Regions from separate parts of the Hordeum vulgare genome. Here region 1 is linked to region 2. The links are chromatin contacts, called in public Hi-C maps. All regions are on one chromosome and are shown on one strand. The core of a region is the stretch at or near the end of the contact, and the rest is flanking DNA. Distances in the headings are between cores, read along the strand shown. Region 1 holds the start of LOC123438842. Region 2 holds the start of LOC123438363 (transcription initiation factor IIA subunit 2).

Region 1 (7,114 bases), core at 3,792-6,291, 210 kb after region 2:
TTGTTTAAGTGAGGTCGTAAATGAACATTTGTTCTCTACTATGGATATAAAAGCAAGGCTTGAGTGATTGATGGAAAAACTAGCAAGTAGAGTGAAGGTGCTAACTAATTACATTTTGGAAATTTCCCTAGTTTGTGATATGGATCTAGTATAGATTAGATGTCCCTTTTCCCCCAATTTTTTTGTACAAGTCTAGTGAACTTTTTCCATGTGGTGGTTCCTGGTTTGACCAAAATGGTGTAGATTGCTTTGCATCCGTTTTTTCCATACAAACAGGTTTACTAAAGATAGCTACATGACCAAGTGGTCAGCTTCGTAAGCTATCAACAAAAATTGCAATCAATAAAGATGGCTACATGAACAAATAAGTTCTTAACAAGGAAGAGGAATATGATTTAAGTTTTTGTTGTTGTTTATTGCATTGCCTTTTCAGTGTTTGGATGATAACAATAAATGCACATATTTCTTCATTGGATGGCTACTGTTAGTAACTGCTTATTACAGGTTGAAGGTCAGGTGGCAATAATAGTGCACTCAACACATTACCTTTATAATATCCGTGTATTTAAAAATTAGTCACAAATTTAAAAAAACTAAAAAAATTCAAATGATGTTTGTGAATTTCAAAAATGGTTCCCCAATTTAAAAAAAATCATAGATTAAAAAAATTAGTTGATTAAAAAAATCACAAATTAAAAAAATGTTCATGCATTTTAAAAACGTTCGTAAAAACAGAAACATTTGTTTGTGAATCCCAAAAAATGTTCTCAAATTAATCGATTCATGCTGTAAAAAAAACCTCCAATAACTCCATCCTATCTACCGACTTGGGCTGTGAAAACACCCCCAAAATCCACAAAACTCAAACGGGTCTAGAAATAACAGAGAGAGCAAGATTCTGAAAATAACGCCTCTCTTTTTATAGGGGAATAAATAGGATGGTCTAGGACAACTTTTGTTTTATTATACGTATAATTTTGAGAACAAGATGCTCGAAGACAACATAAGCAGCAAAAACGAGTGTCCGACAAAGTATGGGCCCAGAGCCGAATGGAGAAGCCCAGCCGCTCTGTTTTCTCAAAAATAAGGATAGCACCGGGCCCAACAGGCAAAAATAACCAAAAAAAGATAATTATCAGAGCCAGGTTTCGATCCTGGGACCTGTGGGTTATGGGCCCACCACGCTTCCGCTGCGCCACTCTGATCTTCTTGTTCAGTATGCAACTTTTAACTATATATATACAAATTAAAAGTAACCAGATGATGTGGCAATCCAGCAGACCGTGTACCCTCTGCTTCAACTCACATTAACAAGCGAAGGTGAAGGAAATTTTTGAAATTACGGTGAAATTTAGATAAATCAGGATTACACTTGAAAGGCAATGGAGAATGCAAAGTCAGAAATGTATACCAATAATAAAAAAAATTGAACCCGATGCCTTCTCTAGAAGTTAATTCGAGTTTCTAGTGCTGAGAACACGAGCTCTGACCGATCTTATAGGTTTTTGTCCATTCGGCTTGCGTCTCGGTTCTTCGGTTTGGTAGTTCGGTCAACGGTTAACATTTAAAACAACTAACAGAAGTCAAATAATGTTTGTGAATTTTAAAAAAACAATTTAATATTCAAAAACAATTAGTTGATTAAAACAATGTTCATGCATTTCAAAAATGTTCGTGAAAAATCATTTTTTGTGAATCCCAAAAAATGTTCTTGAATTAATCGATCCATGCTGTAAAAAAGACCTCCAATAACTCCATCATATCTATCGACTTGGGCTGTAAAAACACCCCCAAAATCCAGAAAACTAAATCGGGAATCTTAGATGCACGGGATGAAAAGTAATATACGATGATCTAGGACAACTTTTGTTTTAATTATACGTATTTTTTCAGAACAAGATGCTCGAAGAGAACGTAAGCAGCAAAAACGAGCGTCCGACAAAGTATGGGCCCAGAGCGAAATGGAGAAGCCCAGCCGAAGTCAGAAATATGTATCAATAATAAAAAATAATGAACCCGATGCCTTCTCTAGAAGTTAATTCGAGTTTCTAGCGCTGAGAACACGAGTTTTGGCCGATCTTATAGGTTTTGGTCCATTCGGCTCCAGTCTCGGTTTTTCGGTTCGGTAGTTCGGTCAACGATTAATATGCCCATCCCTACTAACATGCATCATTACTTTTTTTCATAAATATATGTTTTTATCACATGAATTTCCTTGTTTCCCCTTACTTTTCAAGTCTATATGGTTTTGACAATTATCTGGCTATTAGGTTTGATGGGCCCAACTCAGATTTTGAAATATACATAACCTAATAATAATCCGATTTATTCATCACAAAACTAAACTAATCTAGTTGCATTTTCTCAACAAGGAAAACTGATCAAGTTGCAAGAAATGCCTTTTTTCGATCCAGAATTTGAGACAATATATAACCACTGATTAACAAAATTCGTAACAACTTTTCAAAAAGTAACACACCCAGAACCTAAACACTCTTAAATATCAAATTCTGAGGGCAGGCGGCAACTGTTACTGTCACCCACACTAGTACCAAAAATACATAATGTGGTTTACCTCACCACTAGCGTTGCCGAGACAAAAAGGACCAGCATTTCTACTGCTCCGCACATTCAAGAAACAGACCGATGGCATGTATAAGAACAGACATGCCGAACGGCACATCAGAGGTCAACTTATTCATTGTTAACTAGAGCAAATGTCTTGAAAGATTCCGTATGGATGACACAAACACAACACAGGCTGGTCAGGCAAACGAGACAACGAATCCTTCCAAGGGAGCACCTCACCACGGCTGTTCTTCAGTAAATCTCAACAGATGGACTAGACGACTGCGGATCCAGCTACTACTCTCTGGCTCCAAGCCCGCCAAGAAAGACGGACCCTGCTGCAAACGGGAACTCGTACTACGCTGAAGCACCAGCCTCCTCCTCCTCTTTCCTCTTGCGGGCCCACTTCGGGCTGACCTCGATGAGCCTGTGAGGCATGAGCTGCTTCTCCTTCCGGGTGAGCTTCTTGTAGTTCATGACTCTGAGTTTCGCAATCTTGGCTTCCTCCTCGGCTGTGGCTTCTCTGACCACCACTGTCAGCCTGCACCTAGGTCTCTCCCTGACACCACACCTCCCTTTGGCATGGTAAGCGAGCCTCTTGAGATAAATTCCTTTTCCCACAAAAGCCTCTTCTGCAGTGTCGTCGAGGAGGAGGGTGATGAGATTTAATTTATTGCAGACATGGAGGTAAATGTGAGCAGCTTTGTTGCAATCTTACCCACAATAAGTTTATCTGCATCCAGTCCATGGTTGTGAGCTGCGTTCGCACGAGCAGAATGGATCACCTACAGCAATTGATAGGAAAAAAATCTCATGAAAAACATAAATGGTCAGTTTGGACCTATCGCAGAAAGAAGCAGGGTTACTTGAGTAGGCAACTTTTTTTTGCTGATTGCCAAACCTGGTACAAAGTTTTCGCAGCCCTTTTAACCGTCACTTGCAACTGTAAAAGGGCATCTTCCACGCGCATTCCTCGAACCAGCTTGGCTACCAGATTCACCTTCTTGGGGCTCTAAAACAACCAGGAACATTAAGATCAACTGGAGAAATAAATATCTCTTTGTGGCACTAGCAAAATATTATTAGGCAGTACAGCAGTTCATGGAGTTCGCTGGACAGCACAGGACTGGTTCCTCTACGTGCTCTTTATTACAGTCTAGCCAAGTGAGACAAGAAAATGGTTTCAAATCAATACATAAACTGAGTAATGAATGACCAGTTCATGAAATCCTGGCAACGAATAACCAGTTGATATAAAGTCTGCTAAGCAGCCCTAGTCTCTCCATGTGCTTTGTATTAACTATCAAAGCAAAGTGAGATACGCAAATGTTTTCCAACCAATATATAAATTCAGTGACGAATAACAAGTTGATAAAGTCTGCCGCACAGCCCTAATCTCTCCTCGTGCTGATTAAGGCCCTGTTCGGAGCCCCTCCAGTCCACAACTCCGCTCCCGGAGAAGCCGGAGGTGCAGTTTAAAATCACGGAACCCCTGTTCGCTCGCTCCTCAGATCCTGAGATTTTCGGGAGCTGGTGGATGGACTGCCGAACAGGGTCCAAGCCCGCTACAAAGCCTTAATCTCTCTACGTGCTCATCATTGCATTCCAGCAAAGTGCGATAAGCAAATGTGTTACCAACCAAGGTACAAATTTAGCGGTGGATAGAAGCTACAAGCACGCCTTAAATTCACAGCAAGAAACACTTGCAGCTTCCGCTAAGGATATGTAGTAGTGCATAAGCATTATACTCTCGGCGTTATGACTAACAGCGGGGGCTACGTAGCCGTTGCGGATCTCAGGATCACATGTTCAACAACCGCAGACGGCGTGCGTAAAAAGGTTAATGATTTATAATGCTCGGTCTTTTGCTTACTCAGGCAGTTTGATATCTCTGAGGAACATAACCAACAAACTACTACTGAGGTTTTGTTTACCTGCTTGATGTCCTTCTTGATGGCCTGGACTTTGAGCCGCTTCACCACGGCCCCCTTGTCGTCGGTCCCTTCCGCGGCACCCAACGGCGATGACAACGGGGACGAGACGGGGACCATGGAATCGTCTCCGGCAAGCAGGCTCCTCGTGGTCGATATCCCCTGCAAAGAAACAATCAGATTTCAACACCGAGCAGTAGGAAACATAGCAATGTGGATCGCGTATGAGAAGCCGGGGCAGGAGAGGGGCGGTGCACCTACAGCGTTGCGGATCAGCTGGTGGAGGGAGGAGGGGGAGGGGGCGACGGCCGCCGGGCGCAGGATGTCGATCAGCGCCGCCGGGGCGCGGCCGCCGCGCGGGAAGGGTGGGGCGGAGGAGAGGTGGCGGGAGAGGAGGAGGCGGGCGGAGGTGGTGGAGGCCGAGGGGGAGAGCAGCCTGCGCGCCATGGCAGCGGCGGCGGCGGCGGCGGCCATCGGCGGCGACGCAACCCTAGCGGGAGCTCCGGAAGGAGGAGAGAAATGGGGATCGAGAGCCGTGTGGCCCACAAGGGGTTTAGAGATGGGTTTAAGTTTTTTGTTTTCTATCTGTGGTTTGGGTTGGGCCTGAGGTCCAATGGGCTTTCGGACAGCCCATCCAAGCCCATGTTGAGTTAGTCAGTTTTCTTAACACAATACAGACGCAGATGCTCATACATTCATGAATGCCTATCAATGCCCGCACACATCCTATCCCCAAGAACGTCTGATACATCATCCCAAAATTGACCTGAAAATGTAAGCACGAGTGTCAAATCTAAAACTTGAAACATGGCGGGCCAAAGATACCACTGTCCTTCTAAACAACCCAAAAAAGAATGTCCTCCTATAAACATTCAATCATAGGCCGGTTCGCTCCGAGTTTGTTTATCGTTTCGGAATGATTTAGCGAAACATCTAAAAAGATGATCAAGGTTCGCGTGTGGTTCAAGGTTCGCGTGTGGTTGCTCCGTTTCTCTGTTGAATGCTGCATATTTTTTTTGCTTTTTGTTTTCTTCTACATGGCTTTTTTTATTTTTATTTTTGTTCTTTTTTCTCAGGGTTTGGTTTTGACTGGTTTTATTTTGTTTTTATTTTCCACTTTTTATTTTTTATAGTTTCTGTACTACAAACTTTACTAATATTTGGTGAACAGTTTTAAAAAGATATACTCAAAATTTTATTATTATACGTTGAACATGTTTTTCACACACAATGGACATTTTTTTACATACGAAGAACAATTTCTATATGTGGTATTTATTAATATACGGTGATGTTTCTCCTAATACACACCAAAATATTTAAAAATATGCTCCTAATTTTTTAAATATTTTTGTATTTTTAAAAATAGGTTTTTTATTTAGATCCGTTTGAAAAATATAGACAGTCGGTTTTTGAATGAAAAACCCCAACTAGAACAGAAGAGAAGAAAGAACAAAACAGACCCGCGTAAGAAGTGGGTCGGACTATTATGGCATGTACAATGGTTGATAAGATAGTTTATCTAAAATCTTGCATGTAATTTAGAGATGGAAAAGAAAAGAGTCTACAATGAATCATCTCTTAGCCTTATCTTTTATAATTAGCTATTCCTAAAAACAAGGTGAGACATATTGTGCTAAAAGATCATCTCTTGTCTTCTCTAAAATAAAAGAAGGCAAAATCTTTTTTTCGAGTTCTTTCTCTCCACCTCATCATTTATTCTATGTGACGCTCCTAACATAGCATCACAGGTCATAGCTTCTTCTCGTGTCTTGTCCGCTAGGCACCCACAATAAAAACAAGAATGGCAATGATATATATACATTACAAGCGCAGACATGTATTCACCTTTGGACCGTTGAGCTCCAGGACTACCTATATGACCTGGGTCACTTTCATGTGGACCACCTTATCAAACGGGTACCCAATGGGTCTGTGAGGCTATTTCCAATCCATATCCCATGAGTTTTCGGGTATCAACGTACAAATTTCTAACCGTTGAATTATGATTGGACTTCAGGTTGTAATTAGTGTAGAACAAGTATGTTACTGCAATATGTTGTATTCTAAGCCGCTTATATATCATATGAGCGCCACACATTATACATAGAGAATAGAAAATAAATTAATTAGCTGGGTTTTAGTGAGAGGGGAGGCTAAATAGATGTGTGTGTTAATTTGAAGTTTGAGTTATCCCTAACACAATAACTTAAGTAGAAAGAGATCAATAGACAAATGTTATGGGCTAAACTTGAAGATTTGCTTTGCAATCAGGGAGATGGGATATTGTAAAATTTATATGTTATATATACATAAACCGCCAAACATAAACATAATTATCTAAAACGCAATTGCTTGGTTCAATCAAAGCGTCTTAATGATAAAACACTCTCAAAACAAGCAATCAACCAACACTGCATGCATTGTGCAAATTTACAATCTCAAAACAAGGGATCCAAAAGTTAGTCAATCGTGCACACAAAGTACCGATTGAATCTTGAACAAGAACAAGGATGGCATGAACATTTACTAAAGATAAAACCAATGGAACTCCAAACAAATATAAGGTTTTAGTATTTTCCTCTGACTACTAAGATGTTTCAGTATTCTGTTCG
Region 2 (6,219 bases), core at 182-2,681:
AGATAGAGGAAAAATTAATGGTTAAAATTTTATGTGCACGTTTCTATAAGGTTGGATCCAGTAGTGACATTACAAAATTTGTACGAAGTTTGTATACTTATTTGAATTAGTTGCATCATACTACAAACTTAATGGTTTAATTTCTATTAGTTCGCTATCATAGCAAAGTACAATTGTTAAATAAAGTGAGACACTATTCTTTGCTATATTGTAATGTATATTAAATTATATGATGTAAAAAAGTTATGCTTTGAATTAGTTTGGAAAGTTGCATGAAATTAATTTATTTATGCGCATATATGTGTGTGTTCTCTTATAAGTATGTATTTTGAATATCATGGTATCCATTTGTAAAGTGAATGGTGGTTTCTGGTGTATTATTAGCTAAGCATGTTTATAGAAAAATCTAAAGTAGTATGGCAATTGTGTTTTTCAAGTTGGGTTGAATAATAAGTTGTGCATGAATTGTACTTTTAAACAAAATATAATACTCGTTATTGTAGTGATCAAAGAACACAAAAGACCGCTAATTCTACTTTTGCATACTTATGGTTTGGTTATTTGAAATTTGATTCAACATATTCAGTATTTCCTGCTCGTTTCTCAACTAATTTTATTCATATAAGAAAGTAAGCATAAAGATTTAGTTAACATATATTTTCATTAGGGAATGACTAATTAAACTCAACTTTTTCAGTTATATTCTTCCCCCCCGTATGATATACACTATTGATATGTGGCGTGAACTTGCGCTCCTGAAATTGAGTTTTTTTTTTATATATTCAATAATCTTTCAGGGAAATGTGTAACGGTATCGTACTCTCTTGTACTCTATGTACCTAAATACTTGAAGTTGGAGAGAATTAGTACCTAAATACTTGTACTTGAAGAGAACTAATACCTAAATACTTGTAGTTAGAGAGAACTAGTCTTCTCTCCAACTACAAGTATTTAGGAACACAGGGATATAATTTAGTATTTGAGGTCGTCGTCCTCTCGAGGCATGGGGTAATTGCCCTATTTTTACCCGACCTATATGGGTTGTCCTTGACGACAAGAGTTTGCCACTCCTCCGCGCGCCCTCGTGGGGGAGAATCCCGAAGTTGCACGCCCGCGTTAGCACGCTTGGGCCAGGCCGAGACCAACCAGAAGAGGTCGTCCAACGAAGGGACGGAGGGGAGTAGGAGAAAGTGGTCCACCAAGCGATAATAATCCGTAGATATAGCAAGACCCGCTTACAACCTCATGGACGGTAGACCCGAACACAAACAACAACACAAGTAAAAAAAAAAAGTTGCTCGGATCCTTCAAGACCACCGATTCTGTGTTTGGGTCATGTGGCTCCGGCCCGCCCTAGCCCGGCCCGGCCCACGGTGGCCCAGGGGCAGAAGCGTCAACCGGCGCCGACCAGCCACAGCCAGGAGCCGGAGGCAGAGACGAGAGAGAGAGAGAGAGCGATAAAGCAGAGCAGAGCTGCTCATCCGGCTGCTATATATAATCCCCCAATTTCGTCTCCAAACATATAAAGCCTCCCGATTTCGAACCCCCCCATCCCACTCCTCGGCCTCTTCTCCCCCGATCCGAACCCATTCCCACCTCCTCCGCTCCCCGCCGGATCTCGCCGCCAGGACCGTCCGTCCGTCGACCCGCAGGTGATTGATTCCCCTCTCCGTCGCCCCCCCCTTCGATTCCGTCGCGCGGATCAAGCCGCTGCCTGCCGTGTTGCCCTGCCTCCCGGTTCCGGTCCGTCCGGGATCGGCCCTGTCCGCCGGAATGGGCTTCCGCTTTGCTTTTTCTAGGGTTCGTCCGTCCGTCGAGCGGTGGGATGGGGGGGGGGGGGGGGGATTCGTGGGGGGAGTGGTCCGCCTTGGGCTTGCCGTTCCATGGCGGATTCGTCCGTCCATGGATTCGGTGGGAGAGAGACGGCGACGAAATGGAACCGCGCCGGAAAAGGAAAAAAGAACCATCTTTTATCCTTCGTTCCTTGTAGGGTGGGGGAACGGCCGACCTGCATCTATACCGGAGGAACCGGCCGGCCAGATGACGCACGGGAGGGAGGGAGGGGCCGTTGATTCCGGTTGATTTGATTCATGCCTAGTACTAGCACGCACGCACTACCAGCTTAATTAGTCTACTCGTTCGTATCGGATCATCAAATGGGGGATCTTTTCTTCATACGGAGTATATATGCGGTTGACAGTTCCACATGGCATGAACGAATCGGCTCTGGTTGTTGGTGTTGATACCACTAGCCTTAGCCTTATGCAACATCTGACGAAACCGTGCTTGTTTGCGGCAGGCGAGGCGATATGGCCACCTTCGAGCTCTACAGGCGGTCCACCATCGGCATGTGCCTCACCGAGACGCTCGACGAGATGGTCTCCAGCGGCACCCTCAGCCCCGAGCTCGCCATCCAAGTGCTCGTCCAGTTCGACAAGGTGCTCTACCCGCTCTGCTGCCACATTCTCTCTTCGGTTACCGTCCAGTTGGCCTTCTTCCCCTTCAGGTTGGGGAACATCATAATTTGCCTTATCTTGCGGATGATTTGATTTATGGCTTGCCTGTGTTTATCGTGTGTGCAGTCTATGACCGAGGCGCTGGAAAACCAAGTGAAGAGCAAGGTTACTGTCAAGGTACGTGCTTTGGAAGAAAAAAAACTTGTCATCTTTTCGCGCCATTTCGGCGTATGCCTGCTCGGTGGTCCCATTATTTTTTTTGTATGCCGCTGTGAATTAATTTGTCTGTCTGGTTCTAAAAAAGTTATGACCTTTTGGGGCATGATAAATATGTTTGCTTTTCTAGAGAGCGGTCGATCAATATCCACACGACACGTGGTACCGGTGCTAAGTTGCACTGCAGTTCAGCTTGCGCAGAACTCTGTAAATGAAACAAGCCTTAACTTTTTTTTTGTCTTGCTACGTATATTGCTTACTAAAGATGTGGTTCACTGTTTCCAAGGCCGTAAGGGCAAAGGTCCTGGGAAATATGTCTTGCCTGGGTTCTGTTGCCTGGGATGTCGGTCAATTTGGGGAAACTCTGGAATTGTGTAAAAATCCTGTTTTACTAAACAAAACCTGTTGACATAGTATGTGTTCATATCTAGAAAGATCTTCTGAAGCTACCACTTACTCATTGTGGCCATAGTTTCAGTCACCTGAATTTACATGATGTCAAATAGTACTGTTTTTTTCTCAATATCCAAAGCATTAACATGGAATTTGGAAGAAAATACCCATTTGTAGCACAAATGATTTGTGTTGGGATTTTTTGCTTGCCTGATTGATCTTGAACAAAATGAATGAAGTTATCAACATAGTGTCAAATAACTTCTCATATCCGATTGTGGTTCATGGTTCACCGTAAAAAAAAAAAGGATTAGCCCTTGGTGGCATCTTTTGCTAGGAAGAAAGGTGAGCACCAAACCTTGCGGAGGCTGAGCCTCGAACACGGGTTGCCAGGCTGCGAGCACTTCAGCCTGCTCTAGCTAGCCACCCAAGCAGACGCTCGGTCTTGTCCATGGTTCACTATAGCCTGCCATCATTCACCATACCAGGCACCATTAAGGATTTCATTGATTACTAAAGATACAGCTAATTTTTTCCAAGGCCATAAAAGCAAAGGTCCCGAGGAATCTGTTTGCATATGTTGTTCTGAGTTCTAGGGATGTCGCACAATTTGGGGAACTCTGGCATTGTGTAAAAAAAATACATAACAAAACCTGTTCACATAATGTATGCTTACACCTAAAAATGGACCTTCTGAAGCTGCCACTTATTTCTTATTTTTCTTTTATTTGCAACTTCTTCTGAAGTTTGCATGATTTCAAGTTCTACTGGGTTTTCTCAATACCCAAAACGTTAACATGGAGTGTGAAAAAAAATCCATTTATGGCACAAATTTGGAGTGGCATGTGTTGGATTTTTTTTAGAATTTTTCGCTTGCCTGAAATTGTCGCAATAGCATTAAACGAATTCTGATATCAGATATGACGGCTAATGATTCACCATAAAAAAACTCGATCAACCAGGACTAGCCTTTTGTGGCATTCTTTTTAAAAAGAAAGGTGGGCACTAACCCTTCGGAGGCTGAGCCTCGAACACGGGTCGGCGGGCTGCGAGCACTTCAGCCTGCTCTAGCTAGCCACCCCAGAAGACGCTCTGCCTCGTTCATGTTTCAGTTGCCAAAGGATTTCACTGAATCCTGGTGTCCACATTGTATTTTAACGTGATAGAGAACTGATTAACTTAAATCGGGGATGATCAAAATCATATGGATTGACCAATTATTTTGTTTTCTTTCAATTATGTGTAACACATTTACTTTGTTTTTTCTGTAAAAGGAGTCCCCTGTCCTTTTGTAGAAACTAAAGGTAATTTTCCTGCAACACCTTGTGAACAAATACCACTTGTGGCATGAAATAAAAACGTAGCTGTAACTCCGCTAACGGCATTCTTTATCTCAAGGCGGTCAGACCTGAATATCACCTTTTGGGCAGTTTTTGCAGTACATAGTATATTACTATTATCTTGAAATTGCAAAACAGGGAGCAGGCTAGGTGGTATCCGGGCGTGTTGCTGGTCCCCAGTGAGCTGACTAAACCCTATTCTCTCCTATCAACTCTGTTACCTCCCTCTGTGCGCCGCCCGGGTGTCATGGGTCAACCAAGCCAAGGCTTGCCGGAGGCCCAAACCTCTCCCTATCATCAGCCACAACTACAACCTCCGCCACGTTCCACCCTCCAATATCCCACCACATAAGACCCAGCCATACAAAATCCTGTTGGTCTTAGTTTTGCAAATGTCGGTAAGAGACCGTAAGATTGTGAGTAACAGATATGGAGAACCAGATCAATGAAATCTTCAAGTAACAACACATAGAACAGTCTCTGTTCCATTTTAAAATTGACCAGCATACTAGTGCTACAACAAATATTGTGAATTCACATTTGATCCACAAGCAACAGTTTGCTGCCTGTATCCTGTTTTTTGTACTCGAAAACATCTAAAGCGTAATAATTACCATTTTTTTTATACGTTGCTGGGCCTAGTTGATAAGAGCACAGAGGGCGCGAGCATGAACTGGTTCCTGGCTTCCTGTTGCTGTTTGAGTGGAGTTCTTCTAGAGGGTTGACGGTGTGCGTATAATCTGGCGTTGACCTGGATTCTTGGTTGCAAATTTAGGGATGGAACCTGGCATCGATCAATCTCCCGTCAATTTGCTGAAACTGTTCCCACAAAAACAAGTTAATTTTTTGTTGAAAAATATGTAGAGCCGTCAATTGGTTCAGTAAACCAAGATACTCTTTGCCATTCTAGGAAACCTCCTTTGTTTAATGGATCTCTTTTAGTTTATGTATGCATTGACGCGGGAGGAGAGTGGATATTTCCAGCATTTTAATACTGTCACTAAGAAATTCAGCTCTAGTTCAGACTTGTGGATGCTTCTCATTGTCTGTCCATTTCTGGGCACGAGGCCATCTGCACAGCCTATTCTCTGTTTTAGCTGTAGTTCAGACTCTAGTTATCTGTGATTCGATCTGTTCTGCACTGATAATTCACCAGGTTAATGCTGTCGCTACGAATTCAGCTCTAGTTCAGACCTTTTTCTTCTCGTTGCCATGGTTCTCACTGCATCTAGCTTAGAGTGATAATCTTGGTCAGGATAATACTCATTTCCTGTTCCTTCCTTTTCTATGTATACAGGGCCATCTGCACACCTACAGGTTCTGCGACAACGTCTGGACGTTCATTCTAACTGACGCGCAGTTCAAGAACGAGGAGATCACCGAACAGGTGAGCAAGGTGAAGATCGTGGCCTGCGACTCCAAGCTGCTCAGTCAATAAGCAGCTCGGCGCGAGCTGACTCCCGGAGGCGGGGCTCGAACTCGTTCGATCCCTACCTCGGCTAGAGAAGAACGCCACCACCGACATCGCCGCCTTCGCCTTCCATGGGCACCTGTAGAATCTCATGCCATGCAACGCTAGAGCGTGGCATCGCATCCGCAGAACCTTCTCCCATCCTTGTTTCGCTGTAATGTTGTTTCCCTGAACTTTTGATACTACATAACTGGTGATGACTGGATGAGTAAGTAGCAGCCAGCAACCGGACCTGAACTTTGCTGGGAAATGTATGTGAGATTTAGCAGAGGTTGCGTCTTTTTGCGTCCACATTGATATGTAGCTTGGATTTGTTTGGCTGGATTTTTTTTCTCCTTTTGCT

Evidence for each region. Hi-C and Micro-C count contacts between places; a contact is called where the count stands out from the background.
Region 1: a contact with region 2 is called in a Hi-C map of seedling, with 2.7 times the contacts expected there. The contact joins the promoter of LOC123438842 here to the promoter of LOC123438363 in region 2. A contact is called at or near these places in 2 of 6 Hi-C or Micro-C datasets (leaf and seedling).

What each region holds. Positions count from the first base shown.
Region 1 is chr1H:8,518,341-8,525,454 of MorexV3_pseudomolecules_assembly, forward strand. It overlaps LOC123438842, which reads right to left and starts at 5,042. Exons shown (of 5, transcript XM_045115809.1): 1 at 4,761-5,042; 2 at 4,503-4,661; 3 at 3,470-3,580; 4 at 3,287-3,353; 5 at 2,631-3,200. The coding sequence starts at 4,973. The coding sequence ends at 2,926.
Region 2 is chr1H:8,314,020-8,320,238 of MorexV3_pseudomolecules_assembly, forward strand. It overlaps LOC123438363 (transcription initiation factor IIA subunit 2), which reads left to right and starts at 1,432. Exons shown (of 4, transcript XM_045115775.1): 1 at 1,432-1,652; 2 at 2,300-2,438; 3 at 2,583-2,633; 4 at 5,703-6,144. The coding sequence starts at 2,310. The coding sequence ends at 5,843.